2 separate regions of the Gossypium hirsutum genome follow, and region 1 is linked to region 2. The links are chromatin contacts, called in public Hi-C maps. All regions are on one chromosome and are shown on one strand. Each heading gives the region's core, a stretch centred on a gene start, on an enhancer-like site or on the middle of the called end of the contact. The rest is flanking DNA. Distances are from core to core; before and after follow the strand shown. Region 1 has its middle 10 kb from the start of LOC107916991. Region 2 has its middle 20 kb from the start of LOC121208054.

Region 1 (7,216 bases), core at 70-2,569, 200 kb after region 2:
ATAATAATAACAATAATATTATTGTTATTAATAAAGCAGGAGAAAGAAAGTTACTTTGCATTTGACACAGTTATTCAATAACTTATAATTGTTTTTTATTAATTTATAAGATTATTTTTATATTAATTTTAATATTTAAAATACAATTTATATATTTTACTTAAATTTATAAATAATTTATATTAATTACTTAAAATTATTTAAAATTTATATTTCATATACATAATATTAATAAATTTAAATATCATTTAAATTAACTTATTCTTTTACTACAACACCTTATTGAAAATGAACTATATAAATTTTTACTACACTTTTTTAACACAATACTAAAGATTTGAAATCTTAAATCTCTTTTTTTTCAAAAAATAATCTTAACCTCTTTTTTCAAAACTATGTTTCTATTCTACTTTCCAAAAGTTATGCTAAATCGTCAAAATATAAAATAATTATAGAAATTCAATTTATTCAAATTTACGTGTATATATATATATATATATATGCACGTTAAAGTCGAGAATCTATAATCTAAGGTATTGTACATCAACTTTCTAAACCTAAAGTGCAAAGCAGAGGCTTTAAACGATTTGTTAAGATTATATCTCTTTCCACCCCAAAAACTGATTGTAAGTTTGATATATACTTAACATGCTTCGAATTAACTAAAATATAATCCTGAATTCTTTTCCTCAAAATGCGAGTTTAGGGCAGTGACACAATAATTGGGGATAGCTCCCTTAATTTGCTGGCCAATGCTCCACATACAACAGTACTAATTATTCTATATTCTTCGACAATATGTTAGTGTAGAGAATTGACTTATTACACAGTACCCCCAATTTTGAGGCACTTGAGATACAAGACTACATGAACAGTAAGTTGATAAAGACCCTTCTCTACCAGACAACCGCCCATTATCACCACCCATTTGTTAATCGAAAAAAGCAACTGAAATTATCCCATTCAAGGTTAAACACCTCACTGTTCTTTTGGGTAAATTATCACTATCCATGAAAGTCAAACAAACAAAAAAAATCTCCCTAAACGATCAAGTTATGGGGCAAAAAAGTTTATTTAGGGATTAAAATATCATTAATGTTTATTTTATGATTCATGGAAATTTATTTTTTGGAATTTGAGGATATCTTTTTTAATAATGTTATCTTGTGGATTTGAATATGAGTTTTTTTTTAATAGTGTAATGCTTTTTCAACAATTAGACTTGTTTAATTGTCGAAACTCATCAAGGTGACTATAAGTTAGCACTAAAAGCGTAAGAAAACAACCAATGGAGACACGAGACAAAACATCCACTATTGAATTTTGCTTTCAAGGACGGTAAAGTACTTCAACAACATACCCCACCAATTTATAAAGGTAGTGTTGTTCTAGAGTCTGAATGGTTTAATCAATTATGTTCTTAAGAGCCTTTTGATCAGTAATATAAAAATATGAATATTTATGAAATTAATGTAAAAATATATTGAAGAATGGTCAAGTAATTTGGCCAATAAAAATATATGGGAAATAAAAAATGGATTTATTAGGGATCATTCACCTCATGACATTGTGTGATAACTGTAGTGGGCCAAATTTGCCCGACCCAAATAGATACCAAATAAATAAACCAAAAAACAACAATAAGTGTAAAACCCAAATAAAAATTTAATGCCCCATTACAGTCCAAATTATTACAATATTCCACAGTCCAAATTACATGACCCAAATTTAAAACCTAAACCAAATATAATGGCCCATTAACCATGACCCAAAAATAGGCCCAATAAGCCCAATGTCTAAATCGAGAAACCCTAGCAGCTTTCCACTTGTGCCATAGCAGCCCCCGCAACCTCCAGGCACCGTACAACGCCTCCAGCAACCACGTCAATAGCCCTCGTACGCCAGCACAGTCTCCGTACGATGCCAACGCATCCCGTACCTGCAAGAAGGACAAACACAGCAGCAAATACAAACAAAAATGGCAGAACAGCAAATAGAAGGGAACGAAAATTGTATTTGGAATTTATTTTTCCTTTTTCTTTTTTCTCTTCGGCTATAAAAGCGAAGCTGCGAATCAGTTGTAAAAGAGGAGGATACACATATTGAATGCAAAGAGCAGAGGTGATTTCATACTTTTCTTTCCGATTTTTTTATTTTCTTCTTAGTTTACTCATTGTTAATGCATACAACTAAAAACCGATGAAAGCCATAAATATTTCTGCTATGCGGATATAATGGCGAGAGGTCAAGTAGCAGTATTTACTTTACAAATCTGTTTCCATTTTTTTTTAAAAAAATAATAACGTGAGATTCGAGCATTTCATTCAAACAAAGAAGGAGAGGAGAAAGATACTTACTAAACCCTTTTAAAACTTGTTCAAGTGTCTTCAACGGGGAAAACGGGTGCTTTTTGCATGCAGATGGTCACCAAAATAATGGTGATTCGGCTGCTAAATAGAAACCCAAGAAACTTAGTTCCCAGGCTGTTTTTTTCCGTATATTACCAGTTTTAGTCCCTAGATGTTTTTGCACGTTGGATGTTCGTCCTTTTATCATTACTATTTTATTTTTTAATTACCCCATGTATTTTACTTTAATTTTAATCGAGTCCTTTCATCTTATACCTCTTTTTATTTTATTTTATTTGTGCATTTTAATTAATCTTGATAATTGCTTCTTCATTCTTGTAGATTCGTTTTTGTTTTAATATTATGACCGTATTTCGCACTCTTTAAATATTTATTTCTTTTATGTTATTATACATATACATATTGTTATAAAAAAGTTAATGTATTTGCATGTATATAATAATTCTTGGCTCTGTTCATGTATTTTGGAATATATATTTTTATTATTCTAACACGTTTTGTACATATATTTTACGTAATGTTTAAATTATTTTTATGCTTATTTATATTAGTATACATATTATATATATATATATATATATATATATTTCTAAACCTATACATTTTACATTTACATTTTCTTTACACAAAAGCGTGTTTTTTTTAATCTATTGTTTAATTTATTATAAAATTAATTTAGCCCTATGAATATTATCTTTTCTATGTAATTTTACATGTAATTATTTTCAAAAGTTATATATACATATTGATATTATTACTTTAATAGGTTTTCCTACTTACAACATTTTTGCGATATGAGTTATCAAGTATTTTCTTTATGTATGTATATGGAAAAATTTTAGAAACCTCATTTTTTTTTTGCAATCACAAAATTATTATTTTTGGATGTTCCTTTGTATTAAATTACTTTGTGTTTTATATAGTCCCTTATTTAAACGTTTTGATATAAACGCATGTATATACTTTTTAGACTAAGTTAAAGTTTTTTATTAATCTAATAATTATTTTTAAAGCTATCTATATGTACATATGTTTTATGAACATACTTTGTGTATTATATTTTCGCCATATGTCTTCATTATTCCTTTTTATATTAGACATATTATTTAAAATCGTCATGTAGTTTGTCAACTTTAAAATATGTTTGTGTTTAAATTTTTTTACTTGCAACTTGATTCAAATTTCCATTCTTTAATATCCATTTCAAAATATATACACATATCCCTATTTTTTTAAGCTTGTCAACCTATATATATATCTAGCTTATTAATCTTATACCATTTTGATTTCTACATTTCATTTGCTTCACGCATATCTTGTTGTTTTCTTTATATCTTATGGCATGAATATATATAATCATTGCATGGTATTCGTCTTAATAATTTGTTAATTGTTCTTCGTAAGCGATTGAGATTTGATTATGATCTTTAGATTAATTATATTTAATTGCATATTCTGCTAGTCGATTAATATTATTATCCATCAAGCATCGTACCATCATACGTGCCTTTTACCCTATATCATCGTTTCACTTAATTTTTGAAATGTGGTTCTATAAAACCCAAATTTTATGATTAATTTCGTCTTATTTCAAATCGAGTTAATACGTCTTAAGCTAGCTTTATAATCATTCAAAAATTCTTCGAAACGAAGATGAGATTTGATGTTTGGCAATTCGCGGAATCGTGCCCTAACGTGTTGGGTTGCAATATCGTGTTTGCTCGAAATAATCGAATATCACTTCAAAATTTCACTCATGTCTTTTAAAATTCTTCAAAACAAAGACGAGATTCGATATTTAGCAATTCGCGGAATCTTGCCCTAACGTGTTGGGTTGCAATTTCGCGTTTGCTCAAAGTAATCGAGTATCCCTTCAAAATTTCCTTTCATATCTTCTAAAAATAATTTAAAACGAAGGCAATATTTGGCGTTTGACAATTCGAGAATCATGCCCTATTGTGCTGGGTTGTGATTTCTTGTTTGCTCAAAACGATCGAACATTCTTTTACATTCTCATTCATGTTTATAAAAAAAACTTAAAAACGAAGACGATGTTCAATATTTCGCGATTTGAGAATCGTGCCCTATCGTGCTGGGTTACGCTTTTTCATTGGTTCGAAACAATTGAACATCCCTTTGGAATTTCACTCACATTTCCTAAAATCTTTCAAAATGAAAGTGATGTTCGATGTTTGGCGATTTGAGAATCGAGCCCTATCGTGTTGGGTTGCGCTTTCTTATTTGTCCAAAATAATCAAATATCTCCTCGAAATTTCACACGTATTTTATAAGGTAAGGCAATGGTCAATGTTTGGAAATTTGAGGAATCGTGCCCTACTGTGCTGGGTTTCGATTTTTCGTTGGACTAAATAGTTTAGCATCCTTTTGTGATTTTTGAATCATAAATTTTCGGACGTCGAAATAAGAAGATTTTTGGTAATCAACTCGGGTTACTAAAAAAAGAACCACATTTCAAAAACATATTTAAATTTTAGACACAAGGACAGTATTTAATCGATTCGGTACCAATTTTGGGCGTAGTGAGGGTGTTAATCCTTCCTCATACGTAATCGACTCCCGAACCCATTTTCACAAAAGTTCGTTGACCAAAATCGTTGTTTTAGAAAACTAAAATGTTTTATTAAAATAACCAAATTCTTAGGTGATCTGATCGCACCAAAACAAAAGGATCGGTGGCGACTCCATATTTCTATTTTCCAAAAAGTCGATTCCCCTTTTTTTATTAAATTTAAAATTTTTAAAATCGAAGGATGGTTTCGACAGCTTGGTGACTCCGCTGGGGATGAACTTGAGAGTCGAGCCATAAGAATCGATTATTTACTGTCCTTTTGTCAAAAACCGAAAATGCCTTTTAAAAAAATCATGTATCTTTCGATTGCATTTGATTGTATGATTGTTTTGGTGCGGGTTTTGTAGAATAGCACTGTATTTCATTGCATGACCACTATGGTCACACCTTCTAAATGGGAGTAAGAAGCTACGCTTTCGTGAGGTTTTCACCTTTGCATGGGCTAGTGGATTGCTTCCGGGGTACATCCGTACCTATGATTTCGTGAGATTTTCATCTCCGCATGGTCATAGAGAAATGTATCCCCCCGAACCGAACTCGATCTATATAAGTCTATAATTGGTGAGGATTGAGGAATCTGCTGGTTCGGGTACCCCTCTTCCTAGACTAAACCACATATAGTGAACCTTAGGAGCTATCCTTGGGTGGAGCCTCGTTGAGCCTTAGTACTTACCCGTATATGCGTTATGTGCTTGCATTCTATTGCTATTATTTGATACTAACCGGTGGTTTGTTTTGATTATCTTTTTTGCATGACATTGCATACTAAAGGAGGCGTTAATCTGTATTCAATTACTAAGTTAGAAAATTTGACATGGAGAATGAATTTCTTAGTAAAATCGAGGATAATGCGGTCGTTCGTGCATGGTCAGAGAGGCTACAATCAGAGAGAGGGGATATCTTGGCAGAAGGGCATGTGTCGGAGCTGCAGGATTTCACTCGCGTCAATGTAGTACAGAATGAGCTGCAAGAGTTAAGAGACATTTGGGCTAGTTGGGATGAAGGGATCAAGCAGTTGTTTTACCAAAACTATGGTGACATATCCTACCTGCTAGACATTAGAGTAGATAAGCATTTGTTCCGAGCCTTGGTGCAGTTTTGAAATTCTGCGTACAAGTGTTTCACTTTTCGAGAAGTGGATTTGGTACCTACCATGGAGTAATACACTACGCTGCTTAGGTGTCCAAAGATTCAGGTTTGGGTTTTTAGTAATCAGGTTTTCGTGAAGAAACTGATGGGCATTTCTGGGATGAGCGAGCCTTGGGTCACTGCTCGGATTCAGCAAAAAGGAGATAACAAATGTATCCCTTGAAAGAATTTGCGAGATTTGATCTTGACTCATCCAGACGAAAGAAAGAGGGTCGATATATTTGCCTTAAGCATCTACAGATTAGTGACCTTTCCTAAGGCTTTGAGGCACGTGGACGAGGTGGTCATCGACTTGTTCGATCGTCTTGAAAAGGGAATCACACCGGTACCGGCAATATTGGCAGAAACGTTCAGATCTTTGAGCTCATGTCAGAAGACAGGCTAGGGGCGATTTATTAGATGTGCTCAACTATTGATGGTATGATTTCATGGGCACTTTTGGGAGGTAGACAAGGTTTCCTATCGAGTCTTTTCCGAAGGTTATTCCCCTTTGAAAGAAGCGGCAGCTATACAGAGGAGAGAGGATATCTCGGAGGAGAAGTGGATGGATATCCTTCAAAACCTCAAGGATAGGGATATCGAGTGGAGAGCTTATTAGATGGTTCTGACGAGATCATGTACCGATGTGGTAACTTTGATTGGGTGCCGTTGTTAGGAATTTAGGGAGCTACCGGGTATACTCCATTGATAGCCTTGAGGCAATATAAGTCGAGGCAGTTTGTACCCACGACCTATGGGCTTGCTCAGAGTGAATTCTCGTTTAAAGGTGCTCATTATAAGAAGAGAGTTCGAGAATTATTAGATGCTTGGAAGCAGACTTGTTGGATGAAGAGGTTAGCCGTCGGTTCCATGGTAACACCCAAGTACAGCGAGTGGTTTAAGAAGAAGATTAATGATAATATTCCTAGGCCAAGCTTGGAGAATGCTCGACCTATCGGGGAACAATTACAAGTCACCCCATCAGAATTGGAGATTATAAGGCAAGATTTTGAGAAGAAGAGTTTGGAGCTTGGGAAGAAGATCGAACAATTGGAGGAAGAGAAGATGCACCTAAGGTTAGAGGCTGATGTCCAGAGGTCAGAGGCTGAGAAGTGGAGAAAAGGAAAAA
Region 2 (6,755 bases), core at 1,980-4,479:
CAAACACTTTTATTTGTTCAACCCAATTTTTATTATTTAATTATTATAACAACATCGAATCCCTATTTAATTTCTTATTCTAGTAACATCTAATGGAAAACATAATCTAGGATAATTTTTAATATATGGTCATAAGTCTACACATTGTTTAATCCCACCATTTCTAACTTGTCCACATTCTAATCATCCTTACCAACTCTCTAAGCCTATAATCTCATCATTTAAGCTAAAATCACTTTCCCTTTTAGGGAAAATAATTTTAGTTTAAATTTATATACACACATTTTTATCCGACAATTTTATTAAAATGAAATCAAATTAAATAATTGATCCGAAAATTGCAGAAAAACCAGATTAAAAATCTGAAAACAAAAAAGTAAAAGGCTTAAGAGAGTTGTGCCTTAAAAGACTATCTCTCTTTTCATTGACTTTGTTACAAACTCTCATGGGGTTTGAAAATTGTACTTGGAGTTTCCACCATGAATTTTATGTTATATAAAAGAAAGGTCCATGGTGTGTTACAATACAACGATGAGGTGTAAAAATAAAGAAATTGACAAGTAGTGGGGATGGGTCATTGTCACCTAATTAGTCATCCCACCTGGTGGGGGTTGACATGGATCTTGACCCTCTTTGATGAAACATTCCTTTAGCCCCTTTCATTTCTTCTTCCTCTTCTTTTAACTTTTAAATAGTGAAATTGAATTTTGTTTTAGTCAATTACATTGGTCCCCACCTTTCACAAAACCCCCTTCCTATATAATCCTACAATATTTGAAATACTTGGGTTGAATGCTGTTTCATTGCTTGTCTTCTTATCCTTTTTGTTTTTCACTCCCCCCCTTTATTTGGTCGGTTTCTATTATAATTTCTCTTTTTCTCTTTGCTTTCTTTGAGGTTATAAATATTTTGGAGAATACTTAGCTTTCACCTAAAATCCTTTTTTTCTTTTTAAAAAAACACACACACACCATAACAACATTCCATTGCTTACATTTCTTTTTCCATATATAATTCATTATTGCCAATATTATTGTTTCATCACAAATTAATCATTAAACTTTAGATAGATATACACCTATTCAAAATTCGGCCATAATTCACAAGAACATTCTGTAGTCTTAGTAAGAGGGGGAAGGGTTAAGGATTTACCCGGTGTGAGATATCACATTGTTCGAGGAACCCTAGATGCTGTCGGAGTAAAGGATCGTCAACAAGGGCGTTCTAGTGCGTTGTAGATTCTTATCCAAGACTTGTATCATTTGATGATGCCATGTGAATCGCTAGAAACATGTGAAGTGTATGGCTAACCTAATAACGAAAGTTTCGTAAGGAAAGTTATCTTTCCTTTCAAAATTATACATTTAAACTTGAAAGTCCATCCGAATAATGGAAAAAAAAAATTAAGCATACTTATGATATAATATGAACTTAGACTTAAATATTCATAGCTCGTGCTTGATTTGATCAATTTTTAAGATTATTAAAATTTTATATATTTTATATTCCATATTATATAAAAATTAAATATATAGTATTGTAATGTAAATATTAAAAAATATTATTTTTTTAATGTTTAGAAAATTAATAAAAGAAATATATATAATGTTATTAAAACATATATAATTAAACGTCATTATATATTTTTTTTTAAATATTGATGCATCTAAACTGATTTTAGTTAGTTTTTTCTATAAATATTAATAAATTTAAATAAAATTTAAAACTAATATTTCGAGTCAGTCATATTAATAAAATGCATGAGTCAGACTTTAGCCCCACCTGAAACCGCTTCTTATTTTTAACATGTAATTGGAATGAGCATTTGATTGAATAATTAGGACTTGTCTCTTCTAAACCACTATTGATAACCCTTTTTCCCATTGGAAGACAAAATATGATATATCTTATCAAAACTCCTATGAAGTACCATAATTTGGCTGTCAGCTGCTGCAAAAAATTGTTAAGAAGAATATACAGTCCTAGAAGGTTTGAGTGTGTGGGGGTTAGGGCACATGGTTCAATTTCTAGGCCAAAGACTTGACAGCATGACCTCATTTTTGCATCAATAATAGCAATAGTTATAAAGTTTTATTCTTTATTCTTTATTCTTTATATACATAAAAGAAAAGGGTTAGTATATAATTAGTCTGAAAATAAAATTTTGATTAAAGTTGTTTATGATTTTGAAGAGTAGGACCCTGGGGGGTGCCTGGAAAAGTAAGGTCCAATTTATTTAATTTTTTTAAAATATATTTTTGAAGGGGTTGATGATGGAAATATGAAGAGGAAGGATTGGTCGGACCTACTTCCTACATCCCTTTATTCTCTTATAGTCATTATTGCTGTTTAGGGCCCATCACCAGTTTTTCTGTTCAGATCCATATTTTATTACAATAGTACAACCTATATATATTTTAAAAAAAAGAAAAAAAAAGAGTGTCGTAACAACATCACCCCAATTTTGAAATTTCAAAATACCCTTTATATCTTATTATGATTTGTAACAAGTATTTTTATTAAAAAAAAAGTATATTTAGTAAAGGAAAAACCTTAAAGAGGGGAGTATCTTTGGTTTTTCTCCACTTCACTAGCACATTAATATATATTACTCAATTTTAATTTATATAAAAAAATTTAACCAATATTAAATAATAGGCTGCAAGTTTTATATAATATCCAAAAATAAAATATTTATATTTCTTCTGGTAACACATATAACAAGTTTTATATAATTTTTGGTATAATTTTTAGATTTTACAGGGTTAAGAGGGTAAAAAGTGTCATATAGAAGTATTACAAAATATTAAAAAAAAAGAGACATGGTAATTTTTAAAATTACTTGTAGAATAAAAAAAATATACTCCAAGTGTATCAAATATTAACCCTTACAATAACTAGACATAAAATAAACAATAGTTAATACAATTTTAGATTTGAAATTAGAAAAATGAATAAAACCTCTTCAAAATAGGAAAAATATTTTCTTTCTCTTTGTTAAAAATAAGTTATGCGATTAACTAAATATTACCAAATATATTAATTTATCACCTTTACATTCAAATATAAAAAAATAAAGAAATGGCTCTTGTAGCAATGGTTACAAATATAAGCCCATTTATGAATGTTATAAAGCATCTTTCATTGGGGCAGTGGCTTATAATGGTTAAATAAAAACCCCATTTGTCAAAGCCATGGGCATGGTTCACCACCCTTAGGTCCATTTTAGGCCCCAAGAATGGTTGTATTTATGAATTTTGTAGGCACTTGGGTCCATATTTTTAAGATCATGGGCCTGTAGTGGTTAAATAATAGCCCCATTTTTCCTATACAATGGGCTTTGATTAATGGCATACAAATTATATGGCCATTTTGCAACACCCAATTTGCCCTTTCGGAGAAAAAAACTGAAAAAGGCGGCCGAAAAAGAAAAATAGCTTTTCCGTTCAGCCATGGATCTTCTTTTCAAAGCCTACTCCAACACTTCAGACGATGAACCCGAACCCGAACCCGACCCTGAACCCAAACCTGTAAACCATCACCACCTCCCTTTCCGCCCTTCCAAACGGCCCAAACCCGAATACCTATTTCCCACATTGGATCTTCAAAAGAGAGAAGAAGCTCCGCTTCCCGGCAGGTACATATCGAAAAGGGAACGAGCACTTGCTGGTGCGGTTTCCCAGGCTCATGAACCGAACCCGATTCACCGGGATCATCATGTCATCAATCAATCAGGTACTTGTTGCTTTTGCCTTTTTCTTTTATTTCCCCAATTTTAGCGGCTTTTTTTTTTTGGTTTAAAGTTGCAGTTTTTGATTATTATTTTTTTGAAAACCAAGTGAAAAGAGGAAATGGGTAGTCTTGTCATTGATGAGATAATCAATGTTTAAAATTAGAAACTTAATTTAATTTGTGTTTTCAATTGAGTAGAGAAATTTTGGATTGAATTGGTGACTCGGTAGGAAGAAAATGTTCATGTAAATTTTTTTTTGTTGTTGTTGTTGATACTACCTTTTGGCAAGGAGGCGGCTGGAGCCGAGACTCAATTGCCTTGCACTCTATTTGAGTATTTAATATTCCTTGTATAGTTCAATGATCTTATCTCATTCAAAGATTAGTGCCATTTTTTTTACTGTTGCCTATTTCACTGAGCCCATTTTCTTTCCTCTACATTGTGTATTGAAGTCTTTTGTTCAGATTCTGCTAAGTTGTGGATTTAGTCATTTTTATAGTATTTTTTTCTGGCATAATCGGTAACAATTAAATTCGTTAGGTCAAATTCTACATGCGTTAGTTGTGATTTAGTTTTTGTGATTTAGTTTTTGTGCTTTGAGTCAATCATTTCTAGAAACCATTTTTTTGGGATTTTGAAATTTTAAGTCATGACTCAGGCTACTTGTAGTCGTTAAATTCATTGACTAAAATGAGGTGGCATTTTTGTGACTATTATATGGAAATAGTAAGTTGACATTGAATTTCCGTGTGATAATTGTTTATTGCATAAAATTTCGGAAACAACAAAATTTAACATAGTGACTAAAGTTGAAATTTCAAAATTTGAAAAGTACAAGGGCTACAGTTTCAAAATTCGAAAAGTACAAGGACTAAAAATGATCAAATTAGAGTATAGTGACTAAATTTGCAGTTTAGTACACGGGACTAATGGCAAAATTTGACTAACTCTTTTTTTTGGCATTAATATGATAATATCTTACTCATGTACTCTACAGCTTGTTTTAGAATTGCTTGTGTTTCCTTTGTGTACACAATTATTGGGTTGGAACTTCAAACAGGGTCAGGGAAGCAAAAAGCAAATGGATATGAGCCCTCAAATGATAGAAAGAAAATTTTAACATGGTTTGTTCTGATGATGTGCTCCTGTCTGATGGTTATACCAGTCAAATCTGTATCCTTCAGTGTTTTTTGCGTCTAATCAAAGGGCCAGATCGAATAAATGTATAAGCCCGATTGTTGACAGAATCTGTCCAAATATTTGACAAGCTTATTGTTAAAAATTGGATGTTTCCTCTATTTGTAGAACGAAGTCTCACCCGTTCATAAAAGTATTCACCATAACAAATGTATTCGTGAATCTTGTTTGTTCCTTATTATTTATGATACTTTTATTGAGTAGTGTTAATAACAATAAGGTTTATGCTACGTCGTTGTACTCATAAGCTGTTCACTTGTGTCAAGATTAACTTTTACTATAATCATAAGAACTTGTGTCATTTTTCCTGCTGATACAGTAAATCTCTTGTTCTCAGTTCTTGGAAGCATTTCAGAACTGGATCTACCACATGATGTTCTTTCATTGATGCGGCATAAACCAAAGGGCCGTACACAGCTAAGTCAAATTCCTGGAAAGCTTTCTGTAGCTCTGCATGGGCATGCAAAAGCTGTTAATGCTGTTCATTGGTCACCGACTCATGGTGTGCTATTGTTTTTCTAAAACCATCGACTTTTTACCTTTGTTGTTTTAGTGCATTATATTTATTGGTCCGGTCTTCTGAGTGCCATTTTAACTGTTTATGATCTAGTTTACAGTTCATCTACTTGCTTCTGCGGGGATGGATCAAACAATCTGCATATGGAATGTATGGAGCAGAGGTCAGAAAAAAGCTCGTGTGTTTAGCTTTCATAATGCAGCTGTGAAAGATGTTAAATGGTCACAGCAGGGACCATTTGTACTTTCTTGTGGATATGACTGTTCATCAAGGTTGATTGATGTTGAAAAGGGTCTTGAATCTCTGATTTTTAGAGATGATCAAGTTGTTGGAGTTATAAAATTCCATCCAGATGACTCAAACCTATTCCTTTCTGGGGGGTCGAAGGGCAGACTCAGATTGTGGGATGTTAGAACTGGCAAGGTGGTCCATGAATACATTCGAGGTCTGGGTCCAATTCTTGATGTTGAATTCTCCACTGATGGGAAGCAATTTGTATCTTCCAGTGATGTTTCCGGGAGTAACATCAGTGAAAATTCCATTATTGTCTGGGACATCTCTAGACAGGTTCCACTGTCTAATGAGGTTAGAGACATATTTCTACATCATTTAGTCTCCATCGCTGAGATTTTTATGGTAGAGCTATTTCCACCTCATATTGCCTCCTCTTTTTCTTTTGTTCTGTCATAAAGTTAGTTTATGGCTATCTTCCAACCTAAATATATTACCTTTTGCTATACTTCTTCCTGAGCATGGCCTCCTATCACGGTGATAAAGAAAATTACAAATTAAAATGACTAGATAGTTGAATAGATTACTTGCAAGGAATTGAAACACAAAATTTCCGTATTAAACCTTTGTTTCTTCTCACAATTGATTTTTATTTTTTGTGTCGAATTAAAACTGTATGTAGCAAGTGTTGAGTCATGACATAAGTCTCTACCATTATGTAATTGTAAAATAATAATGTTTTTGAACCTTAATAAGCTGTAAGTGCAAAATTGTTTACAATCTTTTGAAGTATTACTAGAACAAGTGAGGATAAATCTTCACTGTTACTGTGTGGTCAAGTAATTGAATCATATTTTTAGGAATTATTGTTTGAATCTATATTTGTATTACATAATTCCTTTAACCCATTCCCTTGCTTTCATGCCTCAAATTGCATTGTTTCTGTTATTGATCAATGCTTCGAGGAGAACAGTAAAAGTTCTTGCTGACTCAGTCAAGGTGGGCTAGCTAATAGCCATTGTATCTGCTATGCTTTGCTGTAACCTATATACCCCTTGTAGGTTAGCTTCATAGGTC

The links. Hi-C and Micro-C count contacts between places; a contact is called where the count stands out from the background.
Region 1: a contact with region 2 is called in a Hi-C map of leaf, with 3 times the contacts expected there. The contact joins two enhancer-like sites. A contact is called at or near these places in 2 of 34 Hi-C or Micro-C datasets (both in leaf).

Annotation. Positions count from the first base shown.
Region 1 is chrA01:9,919,127-9,926,342 of Gossypium_hirsutum_v2.1, forward strand. No RefSeq gene overlaps it. Among protein-coding and RNA genes, the nearest start is that of LOC107916991, 10 kb to the right of the region's middle. Within about 2 kb of position 1,320, at least 7 of the 9 cell types and tissues checked have an H3K27ac peak or open chromatin away from gene starts, as enhancers often do. A contact at or near this core is called in leaf, where this site is marked.
Region 2 is chrA01:9,712,787-9,719,541 of Gossypium_hirsutum_v2.1, forward strand. It overlaps the pseudogene LOC107918225. Among protein-coding and RNA genes, the nearest start is that of LOC121208054, 20 kb to the right of the region's middle. Within about 2 kb of position 3,230, at least 8 of the 9 cell types and tissues checked have an H3K27ac peak or open chromatin away from gene starts, as enhancers often do. A contact at or near this core is called in leaf, where this site is marked.